Regions from separate parts of the Sus scrofa genome. Here region 1 is linked to region 2. The links are chromatin contacts, called in public Hi-C maps. All regions are on one chromosome and are shown on one strand. Each heading gives the region's core, a stretch centred on a gene start, on an enhancer-like site or on the middle of the called end of the contact. The rest is flanking DNA. Distances are from core to core; before and after follow the strand shown.

What was found. A called contact is a pair of places that touch in the nucleus more often than the background predicts.
Region 1: a Hi-C map of skeletal muscle shows a contact between it and region 2, with 5 times the contacts expected there. The contact joins two enhancer-like sites. A contact is called at or near these places in 1 of 47 Hi-C or Micro-C datasets (skeletal muscle) and 1 of 2 datasets of contacts at active chromatin or transcription factors (skeletal muscle).

Annotation. Positions count from the first base shown.
Region 1 is chr8:85,194,797-85,201,596 of Sscrofa11.1, forward strand. INPP4B (type II inositol 3,4-bisphosphate 4-phosphatase) reads left to right here. Exons shown (of 30, transcript XM_021100673.1): 6 at 3,397-3,515; 7 at 5,517-5,633. Among named protein-coding and RNA genes, the nearest start is that of INPP4B, 390 kb to the left of the region's middle. Within about 2 kb of position 3,420, at least 45 of the 83 cell types and tissues checked have an H3K27ac peak or open chromatin away from gene starts, as enhancers often do. A contact at or near this core is called in skeletal muscle, where this site is marked.
Region 2 is chr8:84,943,357-84,950,079 of Sscrofa11.1, forward strand. The region is part of intron 2 of INPP4B (type II inositol 3,4-bisphosphate 4-phosphatase); the gene reads left to right. Among named protein-coding and RNA genes, the nearest start is that of INPP4B, 130 kb to the left of the region's middle. Within about 2 kb of position 5,410, at least 1 of the 83 cell types and tissues checked has an H3K27ac peak or open chromatin away from gene starts, as enhancers often do. A contact at or near this core is called in skeletal muscle, where this site is marked.

The DNA of each region.
Region 1 (6,800 bases), core at 2,170-4,669, 250 kb after region 2:
CAAGAACTTTTAATTAAACACGACAATCAAAGCAAAACCTGGAAGCATTTTTATTTTTATTTTATTTCATTTTTTTTAGTCCTATGAGTTGAGGAAGGCCATTTACCCAGGTCACTCCCTCCTAGAGTGGCTTCATGTGGGGTAATGACAGTGCATACATTTGACTTGGAAGACCAACAGGACATACTTCCATTTCTGACAACAAGTTTTCAGGTTTCTTTAGCGGCTGTGGAAAAGTTCCTGTGCAGGTTAGACTTGATGGTGATCCAAATGAGTGATGTCTCCCTGAGCAATCCAGTCACTCATGATTTATCACCTCTCCAGTGGGATGGTTTCAGTATGTATAGATCCAGAGTGTGTATGGGTTTCACCTTATGAAATGCGATGACTCATGTCCTGGTTGGGCATTTCCAAAGAAATATTGAAGCTAGTGACCACTTTTAAGGAGCTGTCTGACTACATGACTAAGTCAATAAAAACCATTTTACAGAAGAATAAAACACTATTGGTAAGTGTTGGCATCGCTATTGGTAAATATTAGTATAATGATATTAGTAACTTTTATTTTACCTGGAAAAATCCTTTCATAAAAAGTATTTGATTTCTTTAAAACTTTTTGTTGAAGTAGAGTTGATTTACAATATTGTGTTAGTTTCAAGTGTATAGCATAGCAATTTAGTGTATGTGTGTGTGTGTGTGTGTGTGTATCTTCAGAATCTCTCCCCTTATAGATTATTACAAAATATTTAGTGGAGTTGCCTGTGCTAAACAGTAGGTCCTTGTTGGGACTAACATATATATGTTATGTTATCCCAACTTCCTAATTAATATGTATATATTAATCCCAATCTCCTAATTTATCCCCTATTATCTTCCTTACCTCCCCCTGAGGAATAGGTAAATAGATGAAGAAATCAAGTTTGACAATGTCACATAAGTAGAAAATGGTGAATCGGGGAATACAGCTCAGGGATTCTGACTGATGTCAGGGTCTTTCCCTAAGGTCTTGCTACGTAAAATTAGGGAATAATAAAGTATCTGAGTTGTTGGGCAGAAAAGAGATCTGGGCAGCCTAAGACATGACTTTAGTTGTTGTTGTTTTCTTTGCCTCTTTTTAGATCTAGACTATAAAGAAATAGATAATGCCATTATGGTTGTTTTTACTTCATCAGTACTGGTGGATCTGCAAATGCAGTTGGACAGAACATTTGAGTTTAATGGAGATTTTCTGTTTTTATTAGAACTGAGTCTTAGAGGTTCTCTGATAAAATGAAGAAACAGCTGCTCACTTCTGAGAAACAACCACAGCCCACAATCAAGCCTGATAAGAAATAAGAAAAGAAGTAACTTATTTTGAGCAAATGTGTCATAAGTTAGTAAGGTAAAAATGAAGCTATCAGCAGAAAGTAGACAACGATGCATGTGTTTGAAACAAATTGACTCCAACTTCAAAATCTAAGGACAGATATATGTCAATATCAGTGAACGGAGGGAGAGCTGTATACTGTGACGAGAAAGCCAAGAGAATGAGTGATAAAATTAAACATTCATTAGGCAAGTGGAGGAAATGATCAAAATAACCACCAAAGAACAGTAAAGACTAAATCTTTTTTTTCCCCCTTCCGGTGATACCTTGGTATTATCAAAACCTTGCATCAGTATTTTCTAAAATTGTAGATCCCTTGGGTTAGACAATAAAGAATTATGGCAATGGGTCTTCTAAAGAGAGGCGTCCTTGTGCAGGAGAGGAATTTAGTATGCCAAGAAAAGAAATGGAGCTGCTGGAATATGATGCAAGAAAACTACCAGAGAGTTCTAGTAATATAAATGTGACCACTTAATATTTCTAAGCCTCTAGTTCTTAGTATGTCAAATCAAAATAGTAATTCAAAGCTCCATTTTGAGAAATAAAGAAATAATTGGCAAACAGCCTCAAAAATAATGATGGCTAAAAAAGTTATTTTTTTCATGCATGCTTTCCTGTATGGTTAGAGACATGTGGTTTAAATAAGGAAAATTTGTAGCAAAATATATAGGCATAAAAGGATCTCAAGGTCTATCAAGAAGTTAAATAATTTGCCCAGCATCACTTAACTGGTAGAACCAGCTGAAAATCAGGCCTGTTCCATTCCAAAACTCCTGCTTTTGCCTTTATCCTATTCTGCTTCTACGAATGAGCTGATTTGTAAGGATGGAAAGGTGATAATTACACTTATAATATTCTTTGCTTTCAAGTCTTAGGTTTAAGCCATAGTATCTCCGTCCTAGGAGATGAAGGCCCTGTGCAGGGCTACAGAGCCACAGTGTAGCTTAAATACATGGGTCCTTCTGTCCCTTTCTGCGCTGGTCAGATGTGTGAGATGTGGATGGTCTAAAGCCAGGCACACTCCCACTTTGAACCCAGGATCCTGGGCTACTTCTCAGTACCCCTGTCCCAGCCTCCACCTGTCCCCAACCACCAGCTCTGCTTAACTGATCCCTGGTGAGGACTCTTTGCATTATCCTTAGCAATCCAAATGCAGGTTGTAAAATTACCATTTCAAAGCCAGATGGGGAAACACAGGGGGAGGAGACCTTAGACTGGCAGTAAAGAAATTTTTTTTTTTTTTAATTTTTCTTCCCCAAATGGTGGGAATGATGTGTGGAAGGAGAAAATATTCAAGTAAATTTGGTATGGTGAGGAGAGTCTGTAATATGAGCCTGGTATCACAAGGGAAAGTTCTTACTTTTGCGGCCCCTGGTCAAGAATTAACCCATCCTTTCCCCACATTTCTGCCTCTGGACTTGGCAGGGATCCCCGACAGGAACGACGGACAACCCCTTTAACCTCCCCCCACCCCACCCGCCCCTAGCCTGGGGCTTGTGTGCTGCTGTGATAGGGCAGCCTCTCTTTCCTGTGTCTGTCCCCGTGTAGGACAGTAGGAGGTCAGCTCTAGCGAACAGATAGATAAGGACCAAGTTTGTGGGTTCCAACATCTGAACTAATGCAGCCAGGGTGCACTGGGAGCAGCTGTAAAGTTTCCCGGATGTGGCCCAACGTCGTAGACTTAGTCTAGGAGAGTGAATTAAAGCCTAGGGTTTAAAGACTAATTAAAGCCACTCAAGACCCTGAGCTGTGTGTGCACAGTTCCACGTTAGAGCTGGGATCCCAGAGCAGTCGAGACTTGCAAGAACTGCACATGTGGTCAGTGGAAATGAATTTTCAATTCAGCTCGGCAGCACGTGACTTCCTATTTCTGTAAGGTACTTCCAAGGGACTTCCTCTGTAAACTCAGCCCCCGTCCCAGAAGATTTAATTCCTCGCCGCGGCTAAGTTGACTTCCACCCTGGGACAGACGCTTTCCCCTGAGATACAGGGTTAGTTTCTCCTGTTTCTCTTTCCTTTGCCATTGCCAGCTTGCAAGGATCTTGTGGCTCCCGTCCGTGATCGGAAGCTGAATACCCTGGTGCAGATCGCAGTTGTTCACCCCGCCGAGCAGAGTCTGACAAGATACTCCTGCACGGAAATTGTGGAGGTGAGTGTGCTGCGCCTGCCTTCCTCTCGCTATCTCTCAGTCGCTCTCTGGATTTGAGCAAACAGCCGAAATAAGTTAGATCATAGCCTGCAGCTCTGCTGGGCTGCTACCCTCTGTCCTTTCGGAAAGCTTACCTGAGGTTACTAAGCACGCCTTTGTAATTTACCAGAATAAACAAATGGGGGGGCGGAATTTGCTTTTTTTTAAAAAAGACCTACTTTTCTTTAGAAAAGAGAAAGAAAACCACACTTTGAATCTTTGAATAGAGTACCAAAATTTGTGCGGGAAGCACAAATTTTACATTTTAAAGTAAATGGAATGAATATTTCTTTTGGGGGGGAGGAGTTTTAAAGTACCCAGAGAGGTTTTAAACCTAAGTGTTTTTCCCTTTTCATTTTTGTCCTCTATTCTTCAGACTGTGAGGAAACTTCATATTCTCTGCTGGCTGTGGCTGTCTTTTTAAAAGTATGATGTTTTATGAAGAAAGGTAGATGATTAAACACTGTAATATTCCTAGGCAAAAGGTGTAAATATTACTCATGGATGGGAAATTTCCTATTTACATTTATTGTAACTTATATAATCCTCAAAATGTGTCAGGAGGAAACTTGTTATTGTGTTGGATCAGATTCAAAAGAGGAAGTGTTTCCCTTTTGATTATTTTGTTCTCATCACACATAGTTCACAGCCTTAGTGACTGAGAGATAATTATTTAAACATCTGAGACTAAAGAAAGTGTCCTCTGAACTCCTCAAGCTTTGCTTTTCTTAGATTCGGGGGCCCTGCGTGTTTTACAAGAGGAGTTCCTCTGTAAGAGCCTAAGTTGCCTCCCCCAGACCTGGCTTGCTCAGTGCTGTTGGGGGAATAAATGATTCACACTAAACTCCACTCACTTCTCTAATGGGAATGGCCCAGATCCTGCACGTAGCCTTGAATCTGCCCTTGGGAAACTTGAGGTTCTAATGCTGGTACAGTTTGTAGTTAATAAACAAAAATAGTGGTATTCAATCATTGAAAGAACACTAAAATTGTAACATTGTTCATGTATGTGAAAAATATTTTCAAGCATTATTCCAGCTTAATTTGTTAAAGTATTGACAAAACTTAAAAGGAATGATCTCTTCTGACACATTTATTTGAATATATACAGCTGTCCTTGACTCTTTCATTCACTGCCTGTTCCAAAATGTCTAACACACAGTACCAAACAAAAAGTGGTATTTGTTGAGTGAAAGGAAGAAAGCAAGGAATACGTGAATAACTTGAGCTTCCATAGACAAGTTTACAGACCTCTAGCAAACATCTCTATGATATTCAGCAACATACATATTTAAACATAGAAATAAAATTTAATGTTGGATGTCAGCTCCCTAAAAATGAATTCTGCGGCCTGGAAACACCCTGTGCACTGCATGCTGAGCTAGTCATTTCATAGCCCCAAATCCATCATCTTTAGTTTCTTCCATTAGTTTTCAAATCAGTCTAAGGGGAAAAAACAACAACAACAAAAAAACACAGCTCAACATCTAAAAACAAATGAACGCTATCAGAGCATCACTTTCCATTGAATCATTGCATACAGGAAATAAATGGACAGCGTAAGATTACCAAATGGTTCTTGATAAGAAAATAGCTTCCTTTTAATTTGATCAGTCACAATCTTAGGTTATTTGCATAAATCACAAGTTATGTCCATTGAATATATGCTACATGCACTGACAATTGACCCTAAGGAAGGGTTCAGCATATAGTGAAAATAAATTGTTTTTCAGGATATTTTAGCAGCTCTGACAATGATGCAGCTCTGTCAGTACTTTGGGGCCCAGGGCCAAGTGGTTCCCCATGCGCATCATTTGGCAATTCAGATCTCTCTTCTAATACAACTATTTCCTAGAAAAACAAACAGACCCAGACACTTTCTGCATTCTCCTGTGTCACCGCATGCTGTCGACTGCAGTTGCTGCCTTATTGAATCAAAGTTGTCTGCTTGTGCTGTTACAGGGAACAAGAGACCCACTGTTCTTGACTGGTGTCACATTCCCATCTGAGTATCCCATCTATGAGGAGACCAAAATAAAACTAACAGTCTATGATGTCAAGGATAAGTCTCATGACACCGTAAGTACTTGTACTTTTTGGGAAAAGAAATGTGCTTTTCCCTTTTTTGGGTTTTCGATCTAACTGACGTTTTTTTCAAAGAGGGTCTTTGTACTGTGTTTATGCTAGTCTTATGTTTATGGTTTGCTGGGATTTTTTTTTTCCCCTCAGACTCATTTGGCTTAGTGCCACATTGGCAATTGGTGAGCAGCAGCAAAAGCTTTTCAGAATGGGTTTTCCTCCTTTTCGGGAAGGCTGGCTGGATGTCTTGGTTTACATTTTTATTATTGTTGCTTTAAGGAGTTGCTGAAGGAGTAACCTTGTGGATAGAAAGCAAGTGGAAAAGAATGAATAACAAGTCAAATCTTTCTAGATGTTGTCATTATGGTAAAGTGGGATGGATAAAGTGCTCTGCTTTCACACTTTATGCTTTGACCTTCTGAATAAGCAAAACCCTCTCTGTTCCTCTGATATTCCTGGCACCAAAGCAGAGGAGGAAGTAACTGCCAGCACTAGGGCAGAAGCTTTCATTGACCAATTTTACAGGAAGGTCAGGTCAAGTCCTGATAGTCTTTTGTCCTTCAGGTTTTCTCCAGGGTCTCACTTTTCCCCCCACTTGAATCAGTGGATTCAAGTGAGACCATGAGGTCCCCAGGCACTGTCTATGGAGACCACAGTGACAATCCCTGGATAGGAGAGAATGCTATTGGTAGATGTCGGGAAGGGGGTGGTTTAAAGGGAGCCCTCTTTAAATCTCCTCCATTAGCAGGAATTTTTGTCTGTTTTCAAGGTAGGGGGAGGTGGAGGGAAGCTATGGCAGTGGTGATATCACAGTGAAGGACAAGCCAGGAACCACTTCCAGGGCAGGTAGGCCAGTAGCTTCCGGGAGAATTCTGGCTGAAAACACAGGGATGCTGGCTGGGCCTGGAGAGCCACACATACCTGGTTGAGGGGAAATGCAGCTTTACACTCTGCTCTTACTAGGCATTTCTGTCTCTCTCGTAATTCTTTCTTTCTCTTCCATTCTTTTCCACAAAATATATAATATAGGTAGATGGGGATATTTAATAGAGAAACAAACGTTCTCTACTGAAGGAATTTCTAGTCATCTTAGCCCCAGAAAAGTTCATTTCTTTCAAATGGCAGAGGAAAAGCACCTAGCTGGAATAGAAACAGTGATGGTTTCTA
Region 2 (6,723 bases), core at 4,160-6,659:
ACATATATTTAATTTTCCTGTAGGAAAGTAGAATGATACATCAAGGATTCAGCAATTTTTTGATGTACTCTAGGTTGAAATCTAACCTTAGTATGAACACATTTTTGAGAATTGAAAATAAACTGTCAGAAGGCTAGTGTACAGTGTTCTTTATGTTGTAGGGCACTAAGAAGTAAGTTATACATGTATCATTTAGAGATTGGTTTCCTTGCGGTTTATTATTATGGCTGTAGAACATTTTGTAGATGTAACACATGTCGAAGTCTTTTATAGAGGATACAATTCTTTTGATATTTTAAGAGCTTATTGCAAATTATATTTTATATTATTTATTACAAAATACTATAAAGCAACAATGGAAAGTAAAGCATCAAATGTGCAGTTGATTAACAAGTTAATGACCATAAACTTAAGTGCGAGTTAGGAATACCGCTATACATGTGATGAAAGTGTGACGTAATTGTCACAATGCCCATAGGATATATGCAATGCTTTATAGAGCAAGAGCTCTAACATCCGGCAAACATGCTCCCAAAGAAAATTTAAACTGAAAGCCAGTGAATAAACCTTTGAACACTTTCATGGAGAAGAGATTAAAACCTAATTCTTAGAGAGGACTGTGTATGAGGAAGAGTTATTATGAATTTCCCCTTTTTGTTTTATGATTTTGTCATTTGCAAAAATACGAAGATATCCTTTACTCTTTAGAGTATTAGATTCTGTGATATACTCTACCTTTTTAAAACTTTAAAGAAAACTCCCAAGACTATAAGCCGTAGCGTTGTCAAGAATTGTCTCCTGCTAATATTCAAGTTCTTATGTTGATTCTCCACCTGTGTTTCTTACCGTACTTGTCTGTCTCATACTCCACCTCATCCCCTAAACATTCTTGCTGTTCCTTATGCTGAAAACTCCGCTTGGAATGCCCAGTCTTTTTTCTTCCTTATTCCAAAGCCTTCATAACCTTAAAATATCTCTTTAGGGAGCCTTCTGCGTTCTACATCATGCTACAAGTATTTCTCTTCCTTAACTCATATTCATTCAGTAAAGTAACCTAGATACAGTATCTACCACATTGTCATTGATTTCTCCGCATTGCTATGTAATAGTTCTCATGTGTGCATGGATTTATATACATATGTATAATTTTTTTGTGTGTAAATGTATATACACAGACACAGGATTTATTTTTCCTTCAGTGAGATTGTAAAAAAGATTCTTCTGTCATCTACTTTTAGTCCCACATGTGAGTGAAGTAGACAGGCTTTGAATGAATGAGCTTCTCGTGTCTCTAAGATTTCCATTGAACGAATATTTAAACGGCCAGAAGATGCCTTTGTACTATGAGAATTATAATTTAGCAATGTTTTGTATTATTTAAACATTGCTAAATTAGGACCAACTTGAGAAGCTCTTCTCCCTTTATCACATCTTTTCAATGTGAATAAAATCTAAATTCAACTGTACCAATTTATAGAGCAAATAATTTCCAATTATGAACATACACTCCCTTAACCAAAGGGATATTACCCAACTTAATCACGCACTGGCTTTGTGCTCCTTTGCACATGTCATGGGAGAAAAATCTAACCTGAACTACTCCACAAAGGCACTTTTGCCTAAAGAGCAAAACAACACTGCCTATATAACATACCTTACATCAGAATCAATAGGGGGAAAGTTCTATTGTAATTTGCCACCTTATTCATTTATTCATTCATTCATCGATTTGGTGTTTACCTCTTATACTCACAAGTGCTTTCGTGGGAATGGGGTGCGTGCCGAACTTGTCTTGCTCTTGTTCTGCACACACACATCCCTTGTCTGCACATACCTGCATATGGATAGAGGCTCTAGAGTAAATCTTTTTGCTTGCCTGTAGAAATTATCTCTATGCTTCTTATCATTTTTTACATCAATCTCAATTTCATCGTTCATGTGGATGGTTGGAAACATTAAAGCAGTCCCTGATAGCTATTTTAAAATTTTCAATAAATATTGAATCTCATGCACAGGGAGTTCATGACCGTTTTTTGAAAGTTTTATTGAAGTATAGTTGATTTACACTGCTGTGTGAACTTCTGCTCTATAGCAAGTGACTCAGTCTTATGTATATATATATGTGTATATATATATATATACTTTTCATATTCTTTCCCATTATGATTTATCATAAGCTATTGAATATAGTTCCCTGTGCTATACAGTAGGATCTTGTTGTTTATCCATTCTATAATATAATAGTTTGCATCTGCTAATCCCAAACTCCCAGTCCATTCCTCCCTTACACCCTTACACCCCTTGGCGACCACAAGTTTGTTCTCTGTATCTGTGGGTCAATTGTTATTTCATAGATAGGTTATTTGTGTCATATTTTAGATTCCACATATGTGATACCATATGGTATTTGTCTTTTTCTGTCTGACTGACTTCACTTAGTATGATAATCTCTAGGTCCATCCATGTTGCTGCAAATGGCATTATTTTATACTTCGTGACCGTGTGAGCATGTGTGTTTGTGGGTATGAATGTGAATTAACATATCCCAGCTCTATAAGCAAGTCTCTTTAGACCATGACCCTGAAAGTACCTAAATGCTAGGTGTGGAGTTTGGGGAAGGGCTCTGGTTATTTGGGAAGTTGAGATAAAATTAAGACTACTGAGGTTGGGGCAGAGCCTTTGGGAATTGGGGCAATTCCGTAATGGACTAGGCATTTTGGGGGACTCAGTTCTCTTAAGGCTTTAACAGATGTGTTGGTTTTCATTTCTCCAGTTTTGTAGCAGTAGCATTATTTTGGAAGGGGAAGCGAGTCACTGGAGGTAGAGTGGTGTGAGCAGAAGCAAATAATTTGTAGCATAGGATGTCTACTAGACTTTGCAAGACATATGTTTGTGGTACATCTATCCCCTCTCTCTGGATATACATTTGTGATACATTTAGCATTGAAAAAATTATGCCACTAGATGTCAGCAGCAACCTCCTAGGGTTCCCGTGGCCTTCATTTGTGATAAAATTGGTACTTTATTAGAACATCTTATCTGAGAATAGTAAGTACTTATTTTGAACATTCAGAATGAAAGTGGATTTTTTTCTGAGATATAAGAAGGAAGATTACAAACATCAAAAACTATTTAAACATTATTTTAAAACTGCTTTTTGTTCACAGGTGACAAGTTACTCTTACTTCCAGTATTCTCTCTACCAGTGAGATGGCATGAAGAAATAGGTGTGAGGCTGAGTAATTTGTCACAAATTGTACCTGATGCCAGAGCTTGACATTTCTGTTTTAATGCTTTATGATTCATTTATGTTGTGATTGCATGACTATTTGTGCTTTGGGCTTGTTTCATGCTGTTTTTGCAGAAGCATTTTTGGAGCAACAGCTTATCAGAAGGTGGTGTGGTATTAATTTTTCAGCACCCACATCTGTGCACTGTTTACTTAGTAATGTCTAAACTTTCCTGGATCAGTGCTCTGTTGTTACAAGCGACTCAGAATATTTTGATAGATGCCAAGGAGCATTATGGGTGTTTGCTCACCAGTTGACAAACAACCTAGAAATATGAAAAAAAAATGCTGTTTTCATGAATTGTGACACATAGAATTGTTTAGTCCCTAAAAGAGCAGGTAAAAGTATCTTAAATTTTTTTTCCAGAAAGTAATAAGAAAATTGTGATATCAGCCAATATTCAGTAGATACTAGTAATGTTTTTTTAAATAATGCAGTTATTATCTGGTCATGTCAGGTTCACATTACCAGAAATATTCAGACTAATCTGTTGGATTTTAGTCATCAGTTGGATCTCACTCTTAGGTGATTGACTATGAGTTTTTAAATGATTAGGAGAAAGGTAAAGTTGTTCCCCTTTCTCTTTTTTCGAAAAATTCTTTCAATGCATTTTTAAAAACACCTTTAAAAATGCCTTAGCAAAAGTTAGAAAAGACTTCCTCTTTTGTTGTTGTTGCACCTGTGGCATGCAGAAATTCCTGGGCTAGGGATCAAATTTGAGTCACAGTAGTGACAATGCTGAATCTTTACCCACTAGGCTACCAGGGAACTCCTAAAATTTCCTTTCCTGAAACCAGTTTTATCAAGGAAAATACTAATGTATATGTTATACCCTTATCACTTTTAAGATTTTTAAAAATTGTTTTAGTGGGTGCAGTGAGCAGACTAACTCAACTAGTACATAGGCTAAAGCAATACTTTCTTTCATATCAAAGTTGTTATATTTGAGAATTATTGTTTTGCTTTCATAAGATTATCAGTAGGTTTTGTATTTTCTGTATCTCTGTTTAGAACTGTTCTTGAAAAAAGAGTTAACCGGAGTTCCCATTGTGGCTCAGTGGTTAGTGAATCTGACTAGGAACCATGAGTTTGCGGGTTTGATCCCTGGCCTCACTCAGTGGATTAAGGATCTGGCATTGCTGTGGCTCTGGCATAAGCAGGCAGTGCAGCTCCCATTAGACCCCTAGCCTGGGAATCTCCATATGCTGCAGGTGCGGCCCTAAAAAGACAAAAAGACAAAAAAAAAAAAAAAAAGAGTTAACCAAGATTTTCTCCACGACTGTGATTGTTATTCTTTAATTATGTTAGTAGGTGATGAGGCAAACATTTGAAATCATGCTGCCATTACTTGGCCCATGTAATTTCCTGGCGCAGAGCAGATGCAGTGAGTAAGTGTGTTAATAAATGGAAGGTGTATTATTAGCCAGATGTTCAGTTAAGGCACTCCTGGCATTGAAGTTGGTGTGGAAGCACACAGCTTGCTAGCTCTGGAACAGCCATCCCATGTTTCCAGTACTTAACCCTCCAGAATAAGGTCAAGGCTGGTATGTGACCAGGGCACCTGTCCTCAGCCTGTGACTTTCTTCATCATTTGCAAATAGTTCAATGACACAGATGTATGTGAAGTATTTTGAGTTCGAGATGCTGCCAGTTTCAAACAAACTGTTTTAGCTCCACATTAAGAAACTACCTCCCACTTCCATATGCACCAGCGCGTTTCTCCTCAACATGTTCATTTGCCTGTGCGTTGATGCGGATTAAATTATACAGAGGGTCAAGTTCCCTTTGGGCGGTTCCAGACATCTGAACAACTCAGCCTGACATTCAATGACCACTTTGCTGCTGCTACTGCCGCTACTGCTGCTGCTGCTGCTGCATCCCGGATCCTTCCAACCTCATTTCCATCTGATTTCTCAGCCAGGAGTGACTTCAGAGCCCATACAACCTGGTTGATCCCCATGCCTGTGTGATTGACTTATCCCTACTTTGATGACTTGGCATTTACTGTTACTTCTCCCCTCCATTACTTCCTTATTCTTCATTTCAGAGAGCAGGATGTAGCAGGGACATTTCTCAGGAGCCAGATGGCCTGCATTCAAATCCCAGATTGCTGATTTATTATTAGCTTTTTGCCACCTGACCTTATGCAGGCTACTTCACCCATGGGATCTCATACTGCTGTCTTCTACAAAACTGTTAAAGAAATAGACTTAAATAATTAAGTGAGTTAGTAGTAACTTAGGATATTAACATTAACTTAAAATAGATACTGGCATATAGTTGGTGCTTAATTAACTATTAATTTCATTAAGGAAGTCTCAAACTTCACTTCCATAAAATTTAGTTTCAGCACACTTAGCATTCTTCATACAATGATTATTAACCTCATTGATCTGTATTTGCAGCTCTGCCTGTCCACCCTGCCAGTGCTTTTATATTTGACAGTCTACACAACTTGGTATACTATTGTCCACTTCAATAAAGTAAGAGAATAATACTTACCACAGGGTTATTCTGAAGGCAAAATTGGAGAACGAGGGTTATGACAAGATTGGTCATAACTATAATTTCATCCTGCTTTTGTTATGTATAAGAAATGGAACTAGGAGGCTTACTTACCTTGAGTGATCACATAACACTGTACATGTGTTTGGCGGGTGATGGCTGAGGAGGTGATGAATTCACCTTTAGAATTATTGAGGATGGCGAGATGGCAAAACGAAATCAAACAGGAATGGAAATATGGAACTGAGTTCAAAAGAGAAGTTACTACCTGAGATGGAGTTTGGAAAGTTATGGAATTTGCCTGAAGCTTTCTAAGAGGATGAACAACTCGTCTGAGGGAGTACAGACAGGGAAGGTTGTTCATGAAAGAATGCCACCCCGCATACACTCACCACACACACACACATACACACACACACTCACTGATGAGAGGAGTGAAGCTCATGATCATGTGCTTCTCCAGTTTTTGTAAAGATAAGGTGTATAATAATGTTTTCTTGGAGTTAATGCATTAAAATCCCACAGTTGAAAATAGCCTCAGACATAAAATTATTATGTCTGAAAATACTAGGACAGATAAAATTACTCTTGTTCCAACTTATTTTTTTAGGGCTGCACCTGCAGCATGTGGAAGTTCCTAAGCTAGGGATCCAATAGGAGCTACAGCTGCCAGCCTACACCACAGGCACAACAGTGCCAGATGCCACAGACTGGAGCTGTATCTGGGACCTACACCGCAGCTTGCAGCAACACCAGATCCCCAACCCACTGAGCAAGGCCAGGGATCGAACCCGCATCCTCAAGGATGCTAGTTGGGTTCTTAACCTGCTGAGCCACAACGGGAACTCCCTCTCTTGTCCCAACTTTTGAACTGATATAAATATCGCTAACAATGACAATTAATCATTTGATTAGAATGTTACTGTCT